Linked DNA regions of Sus scrofa: region 1 is linked to region 2. Evidence: chromatin contacts called from public Hi-C data. All regions are on one chromosome and are shown on one strand. Each heading gives the region's core, a stretch centred on a gene start, on an enhancer-like site or on the middle of the called end of the contact. The rest is flanking DNA. Distances are from core to core; before and after follow the strand shown. Region 1 has its middle 66 kb from the start of WISP3. Region 2 overlaps FYN (FYN proto-oncogene, Src family tyrosine kinase).

Evidence for each region. Hi-C and Micro-C count contacts between places; a contact is called where the count stands out from the background.
Region 1: a Hi-C map of omental adipose tissue shows a contact between it and region 2, with 2.4 times the contacts expected there. The contact joins two enhancer-like sites. A contact is called at or near these places in 24 of 47 Hi-C or Micro-C datasets (adipocytes, alveolar macrophages, blood and 14 more) and 2 of 2 datasets of contacts at active chromatin or transcription factors (alveolar macrophages and skeletal muscle).

Annotation. Positions count from the first base shown.
Region 1 is chr1:77,937,565-77,942,268 of Sscrofa11.1, reverse strand. No RefSeq gene overlaps it. Among named protein-coding and RNA genes, the nearest start is that of WISP3, 66 kb to the left of the region's middle. Within about 2 kb of position 1,473, at least 15 of the 83 cell types and tissues checked have an H3K27ac peak or open chromatin away from gene starts, as enhancers often do. A contact at or near this core is called in omental adipose tissue, where this site is marked.
Region 2 is chr1:77,632,647-77,637,317 of Sscrofa11.1, reverse strand. All of the region lies in intron 2 of FYN (FYN proto-oncogene, Src family tyrosine kinase), which reads left to right. Among named protein-coding and RNA genes, the nearest start is that of FYN, 7.4 kb to the left of the region's middle. Within about 2 kb of position 1,782, at least 22 of the 83 cell types and tissues checked have an H3K27ac peak or open chromatin away from gene starts, as enhancers often do. A contact at or near this core is called in omental adipose tissue, where this site is marked.

The DNA.
Region 1 (4,704 bases), core at 224-2,723, 310 kb before region 2:
TGGGCCTGCAAGAGTAGTCAGTTCTGAAGCTGGGAAGGGGAGCTGGTGTGAGCAAGAGGCAGTGTTGCCTCCAGAATCCCCTTCTGGGGAAAAGGAATCCTGGGCTGTCTCAGTGTTCAGGGCACTCCAGCTTTCCAGACAGCATCACAGTCCCAGATGACATGTTCCCACCTTTCCCTCTTACCTCCTCCCTGTGGGGAGAGGCCAGTTCCCGCAGCAGAGGAGGGGCTGTGGGACGCCACACAGGGCCAAAGCCTGCAGGCGGCCTCACTTTTCGTGAAGGTCTTACTGAATGGAACCCTGCCTAATTTTAGGAAACTGATTGCTCCATGTCTGCCAGAAGTGCGAAAATGCGATCTGCCTCCCAACCCCCATGGGGCAGGTGACACAGAAATTGATGGATAACTGACTAGGAAATAAGCTGAGGTCACGCGCGGTCTGCTGAAGGTTTTCTCAGCATCTCAGACACAGAACACCTGGCATCACTGGGGCATCAATCTGGCCTCCTCTCCTAGTGCCCAAAGCTGAAGTTCATTTGCAGTTTCCGAAACAGTCCCTCCTCCCGCAGCAGAATCTGTTCATCTCAGTCTCGCGCAAACCACGGACGCCCGGCGCCTCTAACTAAGACCCAGCGAAGGCTCCATCTTCCATCCTCTGCCCTAAACAGCACACCACCATGCGCCCCATCTGATGAAGCGCCCCTTTCTGCACGGTCTGCTTTCTGATGATTCACATCAAATTTCCTGTTTGGCTTCCTCTGCAGAGGCGCGGCTCCTGCTGTTTTCGCCCATCCTCTCGTGGTGGCTCCGCGGAGAATGCTTATCGCACTGGGTCATTTAGCAGCTGTAATTCTCCGCCGACGCCGCCCCAGGCAGAAGATAGTTTCACATTTTAAAATGTTTTGATTATCTCGTCTTTCTTATGCTTTCTGACTTTTCGGCTAGGATTAATCATAGTGCGTTTTTACAACCCTGCCAGGGTCCTAAATGCATCTGTAATAGCCTGTCCGGAAGGCAAGAAGCATGAGCAAGGAGCAAGGCCAGGCCTCCCCTAGGCAGGAAGATGAGGCCAAGGGAACAGCAGCAGGAAGGGTGCCGTCCCCCCCCCCCCCCCCCCCCCCCCCGCCCCACTCAGACACTTGCAGGAACAATTCAGAGCTTTGGGTATTGCCCAGGACAGTAAGGATCATTAACGTGGAAGGCACAGCAGCTGTGGTGCAGAGCGTGGTTTTCAAACTGTGTTCCGCAGAGGGGCCAAGACAGGGACAGAACAGGTGGAGAAAAATGGATAGGCAGGCACTGGGCTGCCTCCCTCCATTCAAGCAGAGCAGCTCTGAATTTCTATGCTTCATCCGAGCTTTTCCTGGGAAGAAGAACCTCTCTGGCCCCAGCGTGCAAACCCCTTAGTGCCCTTGTAAGGGCTCTGTCCTAGAAGGCAGCTCCCTGTACAACCTAGCAACATCGCCTTTGGCAAAACACTGAGCTTGAAGTCTCCCTGCCATGTCTGGGATGGAAAGCCTTGGACTAGGAGATGGCCAAGGTCCTTCCAGTTTGGCAATCTCCTCAATGTTATTTGTTACCCTTGTGTGGCCATGTCAGTTCCAAGACAGAAAGACTCAGACCAAACTCCAGTTCTGCCACCAGCAGCTCTTACCCAAGGTAGACCCCTCCTCCTGCCTGAATTTCAGGTCACCCTCCCCTGTGATCACAAATGATATTCATGACCTTGAAAGGTTTTTATGAGGATGCAAAATAATACATAGACGTTTTCTTGGCCCAAAGTACCTATTCAGTAAAGGGTAGCTATGATCTGTTACAATTTTTATGCATGTCCCTTGACTTGGCCTTCCTAGTGCTAGGAACTTGCCCACTGGGTATCTGAGTGGAAGTTCACCAAGATGTTCACCTTGTTCATACAAGGATATTCACAGCAGCAAGATTTGTAATATAAAAAAAAAAAAAAAAAAAAAGAGTGGGAGGGGGAACAAATAGACTGTCCATCAATCAGAAGCCAAACAAATAAATCAAGAATTAGGCCTTTCTTGGGACTTCCCGTCGTGGCACAGTGGTTAACGAATCCAACTAGGAACGATGAGGTTTGTGGGTTTGGTCCCTGCACTTGCTCAGAGGGTTAACGATCCAGCGTTGCCGTGAGCTGTGGTGTAGGTTGCAGACACAGCTCGGATCCCGCGTTGCTGTGGCTCTGGCGTAGGCCGGTGGCTACAGCTCAGATTAGACCCCTAGCCTGGGAACCTCCATATGCCGCGGGAGCGGCCCAAGAAATAGCAAAAAGACAAAAAGAAAAAAAAAAGAATTAGGCCTTTCTGTATATTTGTATTTTGTGACCATGGATAGATTTGTTCACTGATCTATTTATCAAAGTGAGATTATAGCCTATCCTTTTGTTTACCTCTTCATACTTCTCTATAGTGAAGGTAAGATCAATAAATGTTATTGTTGTTATTTTTTGTCTTTTTATGGCTGCCCCCTGTATATGTAGGTTCCCAGGAAGCCACAGCAATGCCAGAGCCCAGCCACATCCACAAGCTACTCCGCAGCTCATGGCAATGCCAGATCCTTAACCCATTGAGTGAGGGCCAGTGATGGAACCTGCATCCTCATGGATACTAATTGGGTTCTTAACCTACTGAGCCACAATGAGAATGCCAATAAATATGATTTTTTAAAGCAAACATTCTATATTCAATATATATTATACATATAAAGTAAACCAATTTTTCCTATACAGAGGGTGATGGGTCACCCATTTCTACATTTTCAGAGTGTGTAGAAATCCTGGGATGTCTTTCTGGCCAGCTGTCAACAAAGAGCCTGGTCTTCAGATGGATTTTCTCCAGTTAGTCTTTTTTTTTCTGGACCACATCTGCTTCACTTGATGAATTATTTGGTCCTTCCTGGGGTCTTCTCCAAGTGAGCAACTCTCTGACCCTTGCTTTTGTTTTTCTGTTTTACAGCAGCCGAACTAAGAGAAAGGAGAGTTTACAATTCTTAACAGGTCTCAAAACGTTTAACCGAAAGCTCAGCCTAAACATCATCAGAGCTCTCTAAGGACACAAACTCGCCTTCTCCAGTTTCAATGTCGGCTTCTCTGCAGTTGGGTTTAAGATTCGTAAAGAGGCTCTACATCCCCAAGCTGATAATCTGTTCCACTTACAGGAAAAAAAAAAAAAAAAAAAAAAAAGCTTCTGTCCTTATATAGAAAGCTCAGATCTTTGAAGTTTCTCGGTTTTATTCTTAAGATTTCTTTTCCTTACTAGCTTTAAAATAAAATGTTCCTTTTTCAGATATGCAGGTCAGCACTAACACATATTTCCACCATACAGATTAAATACTCTGGCCAATATGGGTCCAAAGATGCAACATTTCTGGCTTGGGAAATACATTTGTCACTAGATTTGTTTGGTCCCTTATCTGTGAACATCCCACACACATGTTGAATGTCACAGTACTTCCTCTGGCTTCAGGGCCCCATTATGACATCCTGTCACACCTGACTTCTAAAGTGTGCAAAGCTTTACCCAACCTTTCCCTCTCCCACCCCAAATACCCTTCTACCACCCAAGTTCCCCAGTGCTCATGCCAACTAAAACTTTCTCCTTCCTCATGTAAATATCAGAAGGAAAGTAGCCATTTCACTAATTTAGCTTAGAGTGTGAATGACTGATGGCCTGAAAACTTCCCCAAGGAAAGTGGAGGTTTTATCAGAGGCATTTGATACAAATGTTCACCCCTGCTGAGACGATATTCCTCCACATTTCTTTCCCTCCATTCCTAACCCAGTCCAGGACTTGACGTTGGTCCACAATCATTGTGGAAGTGTCCTCATGGCGAATAAGATCTCAGTTCATCAAGAAAAGGTAGCTTGTTTTCTGGTAGACTGTTCTGTGTTCCCGACTCCTTCCTATTTTGCCCTTTTTTTTGCGGGGAGTGGGCACACCCACAGCACATGGAGATTCACAGGCTAGGGGTCTAATCAGAGCTACAGCTGCTGGCTTATACCACATCCATAGCAACATAGGATCTGAGCCACATCCACTACCTATACCACAGCTCAGGGCACTGCCAGATCCTTAATCCACTAAGCAAGGCCAGGGATCGAACCCACAACCTCATGGTTCCTAGTCAGATTCGTTTCCACTGCGCCACAACAGGAACTCCTCTGACTCCTTTCTATTTGGGTATCACATAGTCTTCACTTCCCTTCCTCTGTTTTTCCCCCAAGGCCCAGAGCCCATGGGTCTTTATTCTCTCCCTCTGCACTTTCAGGGAAGCTCAGGGGCACAGAAGCTCAGCATTAACCCATTGCCCATATTTTCTATTTGAGTGGCTGCTCAGGAATCTGGGGATAGATCTCAGAGGGACTCTACTCTTAGGATTGGGCTTCCCAGATGCCCACCTTCCATGTAGAGAAAAGTAACTAGGGTTTAGGCTAAGAGTCCCCTTCATGAAATCATGACTGCTGCCTATTCAAGAGCCCCTGTGAGATCTTGAGTGTGTGTTCACGCAGCATTTACTTTCCTCCTACCTTCCGCGGCTCTCTGCCCTCAAGACTCTCCCAGCAGGGACCCCTGCCTCCCAGCTATCCTGCAGCTCCACCAAGTACCTTGTGTTTCTCTGAATCAGTCTTTTTCTGAATCACAGTCTAGGGGTGAGTCTGTTTCCCACCATTGTTACCAAGATGTTC
Region 2 (4,671 bases), core at 533-3,032:
ACAGACCCTCTCCCTACACCTCACGTTTTCCTCCTGAGCGCCCCCCAGTGGCTGGGGAAGGACACCACCTGGGTGCTGGCTACACTGCCCTCTGCTCTCTAAGCAAATTGGATTTCTGAAGGGCGGGAAACCTGGCTTTCTCAGTTTCCCTGAGAGCACGCGTGAGGGCAGGCAAGAGGCAGCCCACTCACCTAGGAAGAAGAGCGGTCCTTGGAACAGGGAACTTCCTCAGGCCCTGACAACTGCCTCTTGGGAAAACCCACCCCTTCTCTGGGACGCCCCTGATTCTCAGGACCACCTTTCAGAGGCAAGAACGGCCTCCCCCCTTCCCATAAGAGGCCAGTGACTTCCAGACATCAGAAGGCACCATTTCCATAGTTACAGGGTTATTTTTGAAATCTTTATTGTCATCATTAGCAGGAGAGTGGGTAGTTTTTTTTTTTTTTTTTAACTTTTTACTTTAAAGACATGTGGTCAAGTACACGGATCAAAAATGTACGTGGTGATACTTGAATAAGAATAATGCCACTCAGCTTGAAAATGGTTCAAGTCGTGCATTGTACTTATTTTACTGCAATTTCATTAAAGTGTGTACTATTTGCAGAATACTCACAAACCAAACATTCCTGTGCAACACATACCCAGATCAAAAAGAATTACCTGCTCCCGCCCCCAAGCCCTCCTTCTCTAGCCAGAGGCATTTTTTAAAAATAGTAAACAGTTGCCCTTTATTGAAGGCTCCTTATGTGCCAGCCATGTGCTAAGTTACAAATGTTCTCGTTTATTCTTCACAACGACTGTCTGAGACGTGTCTCAGTCATTGTTTGACAGATGAGGAGCCAGAGGCTCAGGTTAGGGATCTGCCCCGGTGCATTGGGCCGGTATCCATCCCAAGGGCAGCGTCAGGGTCAGTGTGGGAAAGGTCCCTGCTAGAGGGGCTGAGCCATTTGTGTTGCATGAAGTTTTGAAGGGATGGGGGGGGGATTTGATCTCTTCTGATTGATGATTCCTTACTGTTAATCTGATGCTCAGATGAATGCTTCTTGTCAGTCTACTAACTTTGAAATCTGAAATAACCCTCCCTACCTCTCCCCATTTTATACAATATTTCCTAAATGCCAAGGATGGTTAGAACTTTCAATCAATCTGTAATTTCTAAAAGGTGAGAATTAAAGAATAGTAGGCATTCCCGTACACAGTTCTTCTTAGGTTTTCCCCATAGGGCGGGTGGATCCCCACATCGGTTGTAGGGCACTTGGAGAGCCAGTCCTCGCCCAAATCAAACTTGCGATTTCTTCCTCCGTTAATGTGGATAGGATCTTGAATGGCTTCCAGTTGCAGCTGTGGAGAAACACTCAAGGAAGAGCTGATCTATCTCAATCTATATTTTGTGATTTGCATGCCTGGCCTGTAATGTTTACAGAAGGCTTTTGAACTTCTGACCCTGTTCTCTTAAAAGAAAATATTACAAAGGGGTTTTTTTCCCCGTCTAATAGTCTTCTCTCTTGCCAGTGGAATTTCTCATCTTACATGCCATTTAAATACCCTTTTCCAAGGTTATTGGGGAGGGGTGCAGGGGAATAAGGTTTTTGTAACAAACACAGTATCCTGAAGTCAAGGGTAATAACAGGGAAGAGAAAATGAGGCAGGAAAAACAAAGCGAGAGGACAGAACCAGATGGCAGGCGTCTCCCTCCCCCTCCCCCAGCCTCTCTGGGGCCCTGGCTCTCATCGCTTGAAAGAGAGGGAGGGACAGGGCTGTGATCTCCCTGGGGCAGCTGCCACATCTCCCAGTGTGTGTCCTCCCACTCCTTTCCCAGTCTAGAGGCAGAACTCAAGGACCAGCCTTTGTGTTTCGCATGGCAGCATGACACGTGATCCGCGTGTGCGCCTGTGCCCAGCACTCTCCTCACCAAGGGGGGGTGGGCCTCCTTCGCTGACCTAGTGTAGGTGCTTAGTACAGGGTATTTGCACATCCTTGAACTTGACCCATTTTTGAATAGGTACCTTCATCTGTTTTATTCCCTATTTTCTCATTTCACGGCCAGGGATGTACCACCTAGAAACAGCAGCTCTAAAATACAGTAAACACTTTACACAGAGTGGAGTACTGCTCATTGCCTAGGCTAGCAACTCCTTTAAGTTCTTTTCATCATGATAAGAAGAAATCTGGTTTAGAGCCCATCAAAGCATTTTTCAAATTGTTATGGATATGCTCTCTGAGAGTAAGATGAGCAGTGACCAAAGTTAGAAAGAATTCAGCATTTATAATGATAATGCTCCATAGCTCCATAGATCAAGGCTGACTTCTGTTGGCAAATGCCACTTCCTGGCTCCATCAGGGCTCTGGGCTCCCAGCTCCTGGGACCATGAGCCCTCTGAGCAATGCTGGGGATTGGAAAGAGACTTTTAATTTTGATAAGTCTTTAAATTAGAACAACAGGGGAAGCTCTTAGGCAAACTTAAAAGCTGTTCTAAACCAGGGCCAGATAAGAGTTAGAGAAACTATTCACAAACTATATGTGCGTAAATTGTATATTTGAATCCGAGCAAGATGAGTTAAAATCTCATCAACCCTGAATTAATGAAATAGCTGAACTGTAAGAACTCTTTAAAGAAATGCAGCTTTAGGTGTTTCCACTGTGGCTCAGTGAGTTAAGAACCCAGCATGGTGTCCGTGAGGACTCCGGTTTGATCCCTGACCTTGCTCAGTGGGTGAAGGATATGGTGTGGCTGTGGCATAGGCCAGCAGCTGCAGCTCTAATTCGACCCCTAGCCTGAGAATTTCCATATGCCACAGGTGCCACCCTAAAAAGAGGGGGGAAAAAAGAAAAATGCAGCTTTAATAATACCAATTACCTACAATAACTCAAACAAGGAAAAGTAATGTAGTAAAGATCCTATTTTCCTAAATCAAGGTGAATAGTTTGTGCAGAAATCACCTATTTATTTGAATTAGCTTCCTAGGGTCTTAAAAAGAGATTTATTCATTTGCTCAAAGACTTTTTTTTTTTTTTTTTTTTTTTTTTATGTCTCAAGTCCATTCCAGCCTATCTGGGCACAGCATGTGAGCCTTACTACATAATACATTGTGTCCTTGTCACCTCATATCTCCTTTGATGGAGAAAGTGACCCTAGATGGCCTTGAAAAAGAAAGAAGGATTTTATCTCTCTCATGAGTAACTGAAAACCCTTGTGAGATTAATGGAGTCACTTAAGAGAAAATCATGAATTCCTAATACATGACTTTAAAATGATCTGGTAGTTGGATTCTCATCTCTGCTGAGACCAAAATGAGATAGATTTGAAATGGAAATAGCTTGATTAATACCAGATCACCTGAATAAGGCTGGGCTTGTCCCAACCTGCAGCAAAATGTGTTGGCTTCCTGCCTCAGATGACATTTCCATCTTTTTTTTTTTCATTTAAATCAGTTAGAACTAACTCAGTGAAGGTTATCTTGCAATTAAAAAAAAAATTAGTCTCTACTGCAAGCATTTAATATTTCTTCACTCTTTTGGAGAATACCCAGGTGTGAGTGTAGGGGCGGGAGGGTATTGTGGGTGTGAAAGAGAGAAAGAAAGGAAGAGAAAGGCTGGAGATGATAGGTATTGTTATTCTTTATGATGAAATGTCTCCATCTAGTGGAATTTCCAAGCAGTAAGCATTACTGTATTAAAATGAAGATAATGGCTGCAAAGCAATTTCCTTAAACATATGCAATGTTTAAAGAAAAAAAAACTTCCGCATATGTTCTTAGATGGTGTACTGACAAGTGCATGTATTTCTTTTGGAGGACATGGAAATGAAACCAACAGAAACTGCTAAAATGTTAACATTTTTTAATTTCATGATTTGAACCTGAAAGGAGAGGGATGAGATCGGTGAGCAACCCAGGGCCAGTTCCACAGCCTGGTAATGATCTAGTCTTCAGTTGGGGGGTTGGGCCTCAGGTGTTCACATGCAACATACAGTCTTTGATATGTGTGAATTATTTTATCATAAAAATCTGGACATGACCTAAATTTAAGCTTATTAATAAAGGACTTTCTGGGAGAAATTATCTCCCTTTTTTGATTATCTGTTTAAATTCATTTAATAGATTAGAAAAAGACTGAGAAACTAATTAAAACATACCTTGTTTAAAACCTTTGCCAGCAGATGCAACCTGAGATTATCACACAAAGTGAAGTAAGTCAGAAAGACAAATACCATATGATATCACTTACATGTGGAATCTAAAATATGGCACAAATGAACCTGTCTACGAAACAGAAACAGACTCACAGACATAAAAAACAGACTTGTGGTTGCCAAGCAGAGAGGGGATGGAATTGTATGGATGGGGTGTTTGGGGTTGGTAGATGCAAACTGTTACATTTAGAATGGATAAGCAATGAGGTCTCACTGTATAGCACAGGGAACTATATCCAATCTCCTGGATTAGACCATGAGAGAAAAGAACATTTTAAAAAGAAGGATATTTGCAGCAACATGGATGGAACTAGAGACTGTCATACTGAGTGAAGTAAGTCAGAAAGAGAAAGACAAATACCATAGGATATCACTTATATCTGGAATCTAATATATGGCACAAATGAATCTTTCCACAGAAAAGGAAATCATGGACTTGGAGAATAGACCTGTGGTTGCTGAGGGGGAGGGGAAGGGA